Regions from separate parts of the Rattus norvegicus genome. Here region 2 is linked to region 1. A link is a contact called in public Hi-C data. All regions are on one chromosome and are shown on one strand. The core of a region is the stretch at or near the end of the contact, and the rest is flanking DNA. Distances in the headings are between cores, read along the strand shown.

The links. A called contact is a pair of places that touch in the nucleus more often than the background predicts.
Region 2: a contact with region 1 is called in a Hi-C map of frontal cortex, with 2.2 times the contacts expected there. The contact joins two enhancer-like sites. A contact is called at or near these places in 3 of 12 Hi-C or Micro-C datasets (the A7r5 cell line, frontal cortex and liver).

The regions. Positions count from the first base shown.
Region 1 is chr6:111,006,095-111,010,680 of GRCr8, reverse strand. The region is part of intron 2 of Jdp2 (Jun dimerization protein 2); the gene reads right to left. Among named protein-coding and RNA genes, the nearest start is that of Jdp2, 15 kb to the right of the region's middle. Within about 2 kb of position 2,795, at least 2 of the 93 cell types and tissues checked have an H3K27ac peak or open chromatin away from gene starts, as enhancers often do.
Region 2 is chr6:111,048,186-111,052,771 of GRCr8, reverse strand. No RefSeq gene overlaps it. Among named protein-coding and RNA genes, the nearest start is that of Batf, 34 kb to the left of the region's middle. Within about 2 kb of position 1,776, at least 9 of the 93 cell types and tissues checked have an H3K27ac peak or open chromatin away from gene starts, as enhancers often do.

The DNA of each region.
Region 1 (4,586 bases), core at 1,546-4,045:
GTGTGTGTTTGTGTCTGTGTGTGTTTGTGTATGTGTGTCTGTGTGTATCTAAGAAACCACTACCTAGTCCAAGAACATAAAAATGTATATCTTTTTTCTTCTAGCAATATACCTTTTCTTTTTAGAAAAAAAAATCTTATTGGCACTTAAAATGAGTCCAGTTGGTGACTTATAACGGGAGACCTCAGTCACCGTGACAAATGCACTCGGGTTGTCATCTCCTGCCTAGTCCCAGTGGCACCAACCAGATCGGGTTTCTTTTCCAGCTCTTGCTGACTGTTTGCTCCTCACCACGTTCTTCGTTTTCACCTCCAAGGGGGTCTCATGACCTCACTAGAGCCCAGCCCCTTGAGCAGCAGTAGCAGCAGCAGCAACAGCAGCATAGGCTTCACTGAACCACTACCACAGACGAGGATCTTCACTGAGATTGGGTGGCAGGCATGGAAGATGGCTGCAGAGGTCCTGCCACCCACAGCCAGCCCACACCCTGGGCTCAACAAATGGGATGCTGGCTCTGCAAAGAGCAGCAACCATCCAGGGCAGCTAAACCCACTCCGGGCGCCCACAGAGCCCATCCCAATCCTTCCACACATCTTTTCAGGGATTTCTGCTCCAACCCGAAGCCAAGTTACTCTGTGCCTTTTAGGATAGTAGAGGGGAGAGAGCCTTGGTTGGCTCCACATTGTCCAGTCAGATGAATTTTACCTAGGAAATAAGTCAGTTTCCCAACCTAATGTCCACATTATCATGGGTCTGATACCAGCAAAAGGGATCAAGGCCATTTTACAAGTCTGCTTTAAACAAAACAGAAGATCAGAGGCTGGTAGGCATCCAGCACTGACCTGAACACCCCAGAGGCAAAATGAGAAGCCGAGCAGGTGGTAAAGGGCTAGAGCACCTCCCCGCCCACAGCATCTGAAGATGACAGACTCCAGCTGCAGCTCTAGGGCAGGGACTACTAGAAACAGGAAGGCCTGCTGCTTCCCTGCAGCCCAGGTCACGAGCTTCACATCACGAGACCAGCAGCTCCAGGACAGTTGAGTCAGAGCAAATGCATTCATTCCCAGGAGAGGTCACTCCCCAGCACAGTGTCCTCTGTGGTCAAGGTCATCATCTATGTACAGTGTCTCCATTAACCTTTGAGTTAACATTTCTGAGTCTGAGTTTCCTCGATAGACCTACCACTCAGCGTGGCCAACGACTTACCCGGAATCACACTGGGAAGGAGCGGCATTCTGTTTTAAAACTCGGAAGCATAAACTCAAGCCAAGGGCTCTTCCCAGATCCCAGGAGTGGCCCCTGTGGTTAGGAAGCCAGGACAATGTCCGTTCCCTTGACTCCTGGGCACCTCCAAACATTCAGGCTGCCCAGGACTTCCAGGGACAAAGGACTTTCTAGGAAATGAGAATCCATGGAGCAAGCTTAATCAATAAATGAACTTGCACAATCAACACTTCAGCTTCGGGCTGTGTGTCCTCTGTCGTGTGCCAGGCATCCCGGGAAATCGTTCTCAACATTAATTCACTGGATCACACCAAACCTAAGGGGATGATGTCACCACGCCCCTCTGAAGGTGGGAGCGTAAAGAAGCCACAAGAACTACCCCATGAGCTTTTCAAAAGCGTTTGATTTTTTTTCCCCAAGAAAATACAGATTTGTCCATATCACCCATCATCTCTCCTAAGGACCATGGGACAGGACAACCGTGTGTCAGGACACCAGGTATGATCCATGTGTTTGTACTAAAGGCTGAACCCAGGACCCTGAGCACTCTACCACTGAGGTATTCCCGAGCTCCAAACACCATTTTCAGGGAAACAAAACCAAAACAAAAGAAACAAAACCCAGTGAGCCTTATACAAGCTCAGGGCTTGATAGCAGTTTTGACTCAGGACCACAGAAGCCAACATCTAACATATCCAGCACTGCCAGTCAGTATCACTTACCCCTTCAGTTTTCTGCTTAAAACAAAATATCTGGAGCTGTGGGGACACAGCTCTGTCAGTAAAGTGCTTGACAAGCAAGCACAGGTTGACCTGAGATCAACCCCCAGAGCACACCTAGAAAGTTGGGGACATCAGCACATTCGTTATTCCAGCGTCAGGAGGTGAAGGAAGATCCGTGAGGTCACTGGTCAGCCAACCTAGCTGCAGTTGAGGAGCTCAAAGCTCAAAAAGAGACTCGGTCTCAAAAGTCAAGGTGGATCATGACTAAGGAAACATGACATCTAAGGGTATCCTCTGCCCTCTGCACTCACACGTGCGCTAGTGTACCTGCAAACACACAAGCACACAAGCACATCCCCACATTTTAAATAGTCAACCACTTCTGAAAACACGCTCGCAAAGCAATGGAGCCAAAGTGGAAGCTCGAGATTTCAAAGATGAACTGGGAGTGTCTGTGTGTCTGTTTCCAGAAAGGACCAGCTGGGCTTTCTCTGCCAACCAAGTATGAGACAAAAAAAAAAAAAAAAAAAAAAAAAAAAAATCCCGAGCCAGGGGAAGAAGGCCAAGCCTATTCCAAAGAGCCACAAATTAAAAACCAATTATGCAAGGCTTGCTAAAAATGTCAGCGGACTGCCTTTACGTTTCAAGTCTCTAAAAACACTAGCAAGCTTGGGCCAATGTTTACCCAGCACGGCGCTGGCTTGACGCAACTTCAGATGTTCAGGCTAGAACAAGGATTATGTCTTGGTTCCTTTTCTGATTACCCCCTGGAGGACCACTTGTGCTGGAGAGTGACCTGTCCTCTAAGGTCACCCTGGACCCACAGACTCCAGTTCACCTCCACCCAATCGGAGAAAGCTTTGAAATGTCCCACGGGGCCCCGAAGATGGTGGGAAGTCGCCAGGAGGTTCATGAGTTCAAGCCTGGGCTACATAAGGTGGCTCTGAAAGTAACAAGGGGGTAGAGCCTGCCCTGGAGCTGGGAAGGATGTGGATGTTGGAGATATAGATGCCTGAGTCACTTCCCAAAAGATCCAAGGGCACCCTGAGCCTGCTAAGTATACGGAGCCCCAAAATTCCACACTCAGTGTGTTTTGGGGTAGGGAGGTAGGGGGGTGGGATAGGGCAGGGCAAATGTAGAGCTTGGAAAAACCTCCCAAGCTATAGGGATGTTCCACCATGTTCTCTCTCTTCCACTTTCTCTCCCCTCCCCTCCTGGCCCCTCACCCCCAATTTAAATTAAGAAATAGAAAAACCAGGGAAAGTAAGGCTTAGAGGACAGAGCACAGAGGGGGTCAACACGGTTAATAATGTTCAGCCCAATAAGGAGTGGGATGTACAAGCCCGTGAGGAGCTAAAGGACCAGACAGAAGATGTAAAATGTAAGATCAGAGCCCTGCACCTCAACCCACAGCACCCATTCACACCTCTGCTGCTAAGAGCACAGTGGGAAGTGGGCCCGTGAGAGACAGCAAGGAGGGCAGTGCAGAGTGGGACACGGTGACATGGAAAGTGCGTGTGCATAGAAGGGTGTCTGCCTGGAGGGGCCAGAGAAGGCTACTTTAAAAGAGAAGTCTAATTATTGCAACCCATTCAACACACACACACACACACACACACACACACACACACAGAGAGAGAGAGAGAGAGAGAGAGAGGGGGGGGGGGGGGGAGAGAGGCAGATAGACAGACAGACAGACAGATAGACACAGATACTGACACATACATACACACACAGATATACACAATGCACACAGATACATACACACAGATATATATATATATACATACACAAATACAAACACACATGCTTACACACGTTGGGGGCAGTCACTATAACGTCAATGCTCAGTTCCAGATGGGAGGAGGAGGTTCATGAGTTCAAGCCTGGGCTACATAAGGAGGCCATAGCTTAGGGGAAAAAATCAAAATAAAGTAGGAGGAGGAAAAGGAGAGGGGAGGGCAGAGGAGGGAGCAGACCACTGGACTCAGTCTGCAGGCTGACCCCCAGACCAGCCTGATTGATCGTTTATAGCCCGTTCTAGATCACCCAGAGCAGTCTCCTTTTGAATCCTTAAGCTTCTTCCAGACACTGTGGCACAGTCAGGGACTTGCAGGGGGGTCTCATCCAACTAGGGTGATCGAATGTATGGTATGTGGCTGAGTGTGCAAGGGAGAGGCATCTGGCCTCCTTCTCTCCCAACTGAAGATGCATTCTGGGCCACCAGGCCACAGCTGCCCACATTTCCAGGTCAGAAAGGACTAGCTAGCTAAGAGGTACCCCCATCAGAGGACACAGTACACAACATAACAGAAGGAAAAAAAACCTATAGTCTTCTAGAAAGCAGTGTTGCCTTGAAAAGAAGGGAGGAACAAGAAAGAAGCATTGTCTCTTAACACACACAGACACAGACACAGACACAGACACACACACACACACACACACACACACACTCAACAGGACAGAATGTCCCTAGAGTCCCTGGCCAGTCACCAGAATGAACACAGCATTCCACCAGATGAGGATGACTGACCACTACCTGGCCTTTAATACTATGAATTAATTGCCTTCCTTTTTGTGATCCTCACTACCATAAAAAGCTCCAAGAGAGGAAGGAGTCTATCTCCTTTATTGATAGTT
Region 2 (4,586 bases), core at 527-3,026, 43 kb before region 1:
GACGGTACCAAGGCATTAGTTCATTTGAAGACTTGAAAATCCTACCTCCCAGACTAGCGGGTTCCGCCCCTCAGCCCCCACCCCTGTTTCTCAGTTGTTCAATCTGTAATACTCTATTTAACACCCTAAGCTTGTGCTCCAAGGGCAAGGGGTTTGTCTAGTTTTCCATCCCCCCATCAGTGGCTGTCTTACTGTGTGCCACATGTGGTATTTCAATGTGTGGCATCCATCACAGATTATTTCGAGCCCATTTTACAGGTCAACAAACTAAGGTCAAATGGTCCAGTGACTAGCCCAAAATCACACAATAGGAAGTTTAGGAGCTCAGGATCAATACCCTGGAATCTCCAGTCTACCCATGGCCCATTACCATGAGGCTTTGCACAGAGCCTGGCAGGCCAGAGGGAGAAAGAAGCAGAAAGTGGCATGGGGGTGGGTGTGTGTCTGGGTGGGGGAGGCATTCAGAGGATGCCACTCTGCCACTGTAAGAAACAGAAACAAGATCTGTCCCTAGGCAGGCAGCAGCATCAAGGAGGCCTGCGGCATGTCTGCTGGGAAAAGCCGGGCACGAGAATACTCTGAGCACAGTGTGTCAACCAATCTTCTGAGAAGCCTCTCTGTGCTTCATTCACAGGCTGCTCCCCAAGGCCCCACGAGCTACCAGATAGCTCAGTCTCAACCTGAACAGAGCACAGCCTCCCACCCTGCCCCCCCCACCCCCTCCCACCCGCCCGCTCCATTTGCAGTGTCTCTTGTGTTAGAGGGCTTGGCATTGTATCCTTCCACTGGATTTTAACAAAAACTATCTTTTCTATGACTTTAGTCTCAGCGCCTGGGAGACTGAGGCAGGAAGTTCAAAGTCAGGAGAGAGTTCCAGACTAGCTTGGACGACATAGTGAGGCCCTGTTTTTAAAACCATGTCTTTTTAAATAAAAACAACGCACATATTTTCATTTTAAAATTATTATTACTTTTTTTCAAGACAGGATTTCTCTGTCTTGACAGAGACTGGCTGTTCTGGAACTCTCTCTGTAGACCAGGCTAGCCTCCAACTCACAGAGATCCTCCTGCCTCTGTCTCCTGAGCGCTGGGATTAAAGGTGTGCGCTGCCACTGCCGCCGCCTCTGCCACCACTGTAACCGTTACCACCACCACCCAACTTCCTCACCTTATAAAAGCAAAATTACAGGTCTGGGCATGCAGTTCAGTGGTAGCGTACTTGGCTTGCATGCATAAGACCCCAGGTTTAACCCCTGGCATCATCTAAAACTGAAGTGAAATAAAATAAACAGGCAGTTTTTAAAAAATTTTAAATACTTATTTACTTTTATGTATATGAGTACACTGCAGCTGTCAGACACACCAGAAGAGGGCATCGGATCTCATTACAGATGGTCGTGAGCCACCACGTGGTTGCTTAGAACTGAACTCAGGACCTCTGGAAGAGCAGTCAGTGCTCTTAACCGCTGAGCCATCTCTCCAGTCCTAAAAATTTTTTAAAGCAAGCTGTGCTTCACATAGTGCCCACGTAACATGCTCAAAAAACTCTTCTTTCTATGAAAAGAAAGAAACGTTAAAATAAAACCAAATATACATGAAATGAACAAAAGGAAGCCATCCATAATCTTGCCGGGAAGAATATTTTTACTTTCCCACTATATTCTTTCCTAAGTCTTTTTTCGTTGCACATGAAAACTTTCTTGCTCCAGAGACTGTGTGATCACACAGTACAGCTTTTTATAAACCGTTATGTAAAGTCTGGGGCCTGCAAGATGATTCAGCGTGTAAAGGCACTTGTCACTGGGACCGAGGACCAGAGTCCAATCCCCAGAACTCACACAGCGGAAGGGCAGAACCAGCTGCCCCAGGTTGTCCTCTGACCTCTACAAGTGCACTGTGGTACACACGGGCTCCCACACTGCACACACCAAAAATAAATCACAAAGCTAAAATTAAATCGGCAAAAGCGTAAAGGAACAATTACAATCAGAACTTTAAAAATATATAAAGTAAACTTTAAATCTGGACTCGGTGCCTCTCCTTCTTTGTAGCAATCTGTGGCTACTGTGGTACCCATAACAAGCAACCGACGGTCAGAAGTGAGACCTCTCGCACTTATGTCATGAGCTGATGGGTTTGACCACAGCATCTGTCCACCGAGAAAGGAATCACAGAACCTCCACATAGGTAATAGTTGGCTGCTCAGCCAGTCCCTTTCCCTTTCCCTGGGCATACGACCGGGCTACACCTCTCTCTCTCTGTTGAGGTTAGGTGTGACTAAGTGTCTAATTGTAGCCACTGGAGTGCAGGTGCAAATATGTATTGGTCATCTATTGCCTCCTAACAAAAGATCCTCAGATTCAGCAGCTTAAAACAAGAGTCAGTATTCTCTCCAGGAGTACTGAGAGCTAGGAATTCAGGGGTGGCTCACCTGGACGACTCTGGCTCAGGGACCTTCAGGAAGTTGGAGTCAATGTTTTGGTCAGAGTTGGGACGTCTGAAGACTGAGACAGGAGGGTCAGCATTTGTGGTCACTGGCATGGCTGTCAGATGCTTGATAACCACAGACTGAGAACCTCTGAAACCGTGATCCTGACATGATCTGACATGCACAATATGAAGGTACATGCATGCAGATTATGCATGCATACATACATACATACATACATACATACATACATACATACATACATACGTTTATACACATACATACAACTCAGGTGTATTAGTTACTTTTCCACTGTTGTAACAAAATGCCTTGCTCAGCCTGTTTTCTTGCAGAACCCAGGACTACAGCCCAGGGATGGCACCACCCACATTGGACTGGGCCCTCCCACATTGATCACTAATTAAGAAAATGCCCTAGAGGCTTGCCTACATCTGAATGAAATGGAGACTTCTCAGCCGAGGCTCTCTCCTCTGGGATAACTCTAGTTTATGTCAAGGTGATATAAAGTTAGCCAGTATACTCAGTGTGCATCCTTCCCAGACCAGAGCAGTACACACTAGGCATCCTCCTTGGATCTTCGTGGGTTGATAGCTTTTTCTCCCCCTCCTTTCCTTTCCCTTCCTTCCATTTCTCTCCTTTCCTTTCCTTTCCTTTCCTTTCCTTTCCTTTCCTTTCCTTTCCTTTTTGTGTAAATCTTAGTGGTAAGGTTTGAACACAGCACCTCTCATGCAATAGGCAAATGTACTACTACCAAGCTGTACCCTGGCCCTTCAATTTGGGGGATATTATCATTATTATTATTATTATTATTATTATTATTATTATTATTATCTATTTATTATTGTGTGTATGTGTATACTATGGGAGCAGGGACACCCTTTGGCACACATGTAAAGGTCAAAAGACAACTCTGTGGCCTCATTTCTCCAAGGATCAATCTCGGACTTTGACAGCAATTGCTTTTTTACCTACTGAGCCATCTTGACAGCCTGGGACCCCTCAGGCCTAGATACAGCTTCCCTGCAGGATGTGCCAACTTGCTTGTGCACTCACTGAAGACTATATTGTGTTTTTTGCCTATTTAGAATCCTTTTTATAAAAAAATTGAAACAGGGCTTCTCCGTCTAACACTGGCTGTCCTGGAAATCACTCTGTAGACCAGGCTGGTCTCAAACTCACAGAGACCCAGCTGCTTCTACCTCTCAAGTGCTGGGATTAAAGGTGTATGCTATACCACCATAATCTCTCTCTCTCTCTCTCTCTCTCTCTCTCTCTCTCTCCCTCTCTCCCCCTCCCTCTTCTCTATTCCTCCCCCCTCCCTCTGTCGCCTCCCTCTCCCTATGTGTGTGTGTGTGTGTGTGTGTGTGTGTGTGTGTGTGTGAGAGAGAGAGAGAGAGAGAGAGAGAGAGAGAGAGAGAGAGAGAGTGGTGAATGCCCAGGTTTGGGTATGTAAAGGCCAGAGGAGGGCACTGGGTATCTTTGGTTCTCTACCTTATTCCTTTAAGAAAGGGTCTCTCACTGAGCTGGAAATTCACCATTTTGGCAAGGCTGGCCAGCCAGTGAGTTTCCAGAATCCACTTGCCTCTGCCTCCAAACTCTGAGTTTACAGCCACCGCTTTTTACATGAGTGCTGGGGATTTAAACTTAGGCCTTCATATGTGCACCCTTACCCACGGAGCCCTCGCCCAGCTTCGTTTGGAGCAATTCTGAGCAGACTCCCCTGAGCCTTTGCTTGGAGTTTAATTTGTTTGGTCAAGTTACAAGGAAGCATGGTTGCTACATCACATGGTCAGAGTAGATGTGACTTTGAGAGCCCGCCAAGCAGTCTTCCCAGACATTGCATGGCTTTGCATCCCCACCATCAATGAGCGAGCCTCCCTGTTCCTCCCCAGCCTCCCCAGGACTGAGTGGTTCCTGTGACTTGTATTTGAGTCACAACAATAAACATATAGTAGCAAGTCAGTGTAATGTATAATCCTTTCCTGACAGATGTGCTTGTCATCTGTATATTTTCTTTAGTGAGGCTCCTGTGATCCATTTTGCCCTAAAATGCAATTGTTGGCCACTGCTGCTGCCTCTCCTCCTCCTCTTCCTCCTCCTCTTCCTCCTCCTCTTCCTCCTCTCCTCCTCCTCTCCC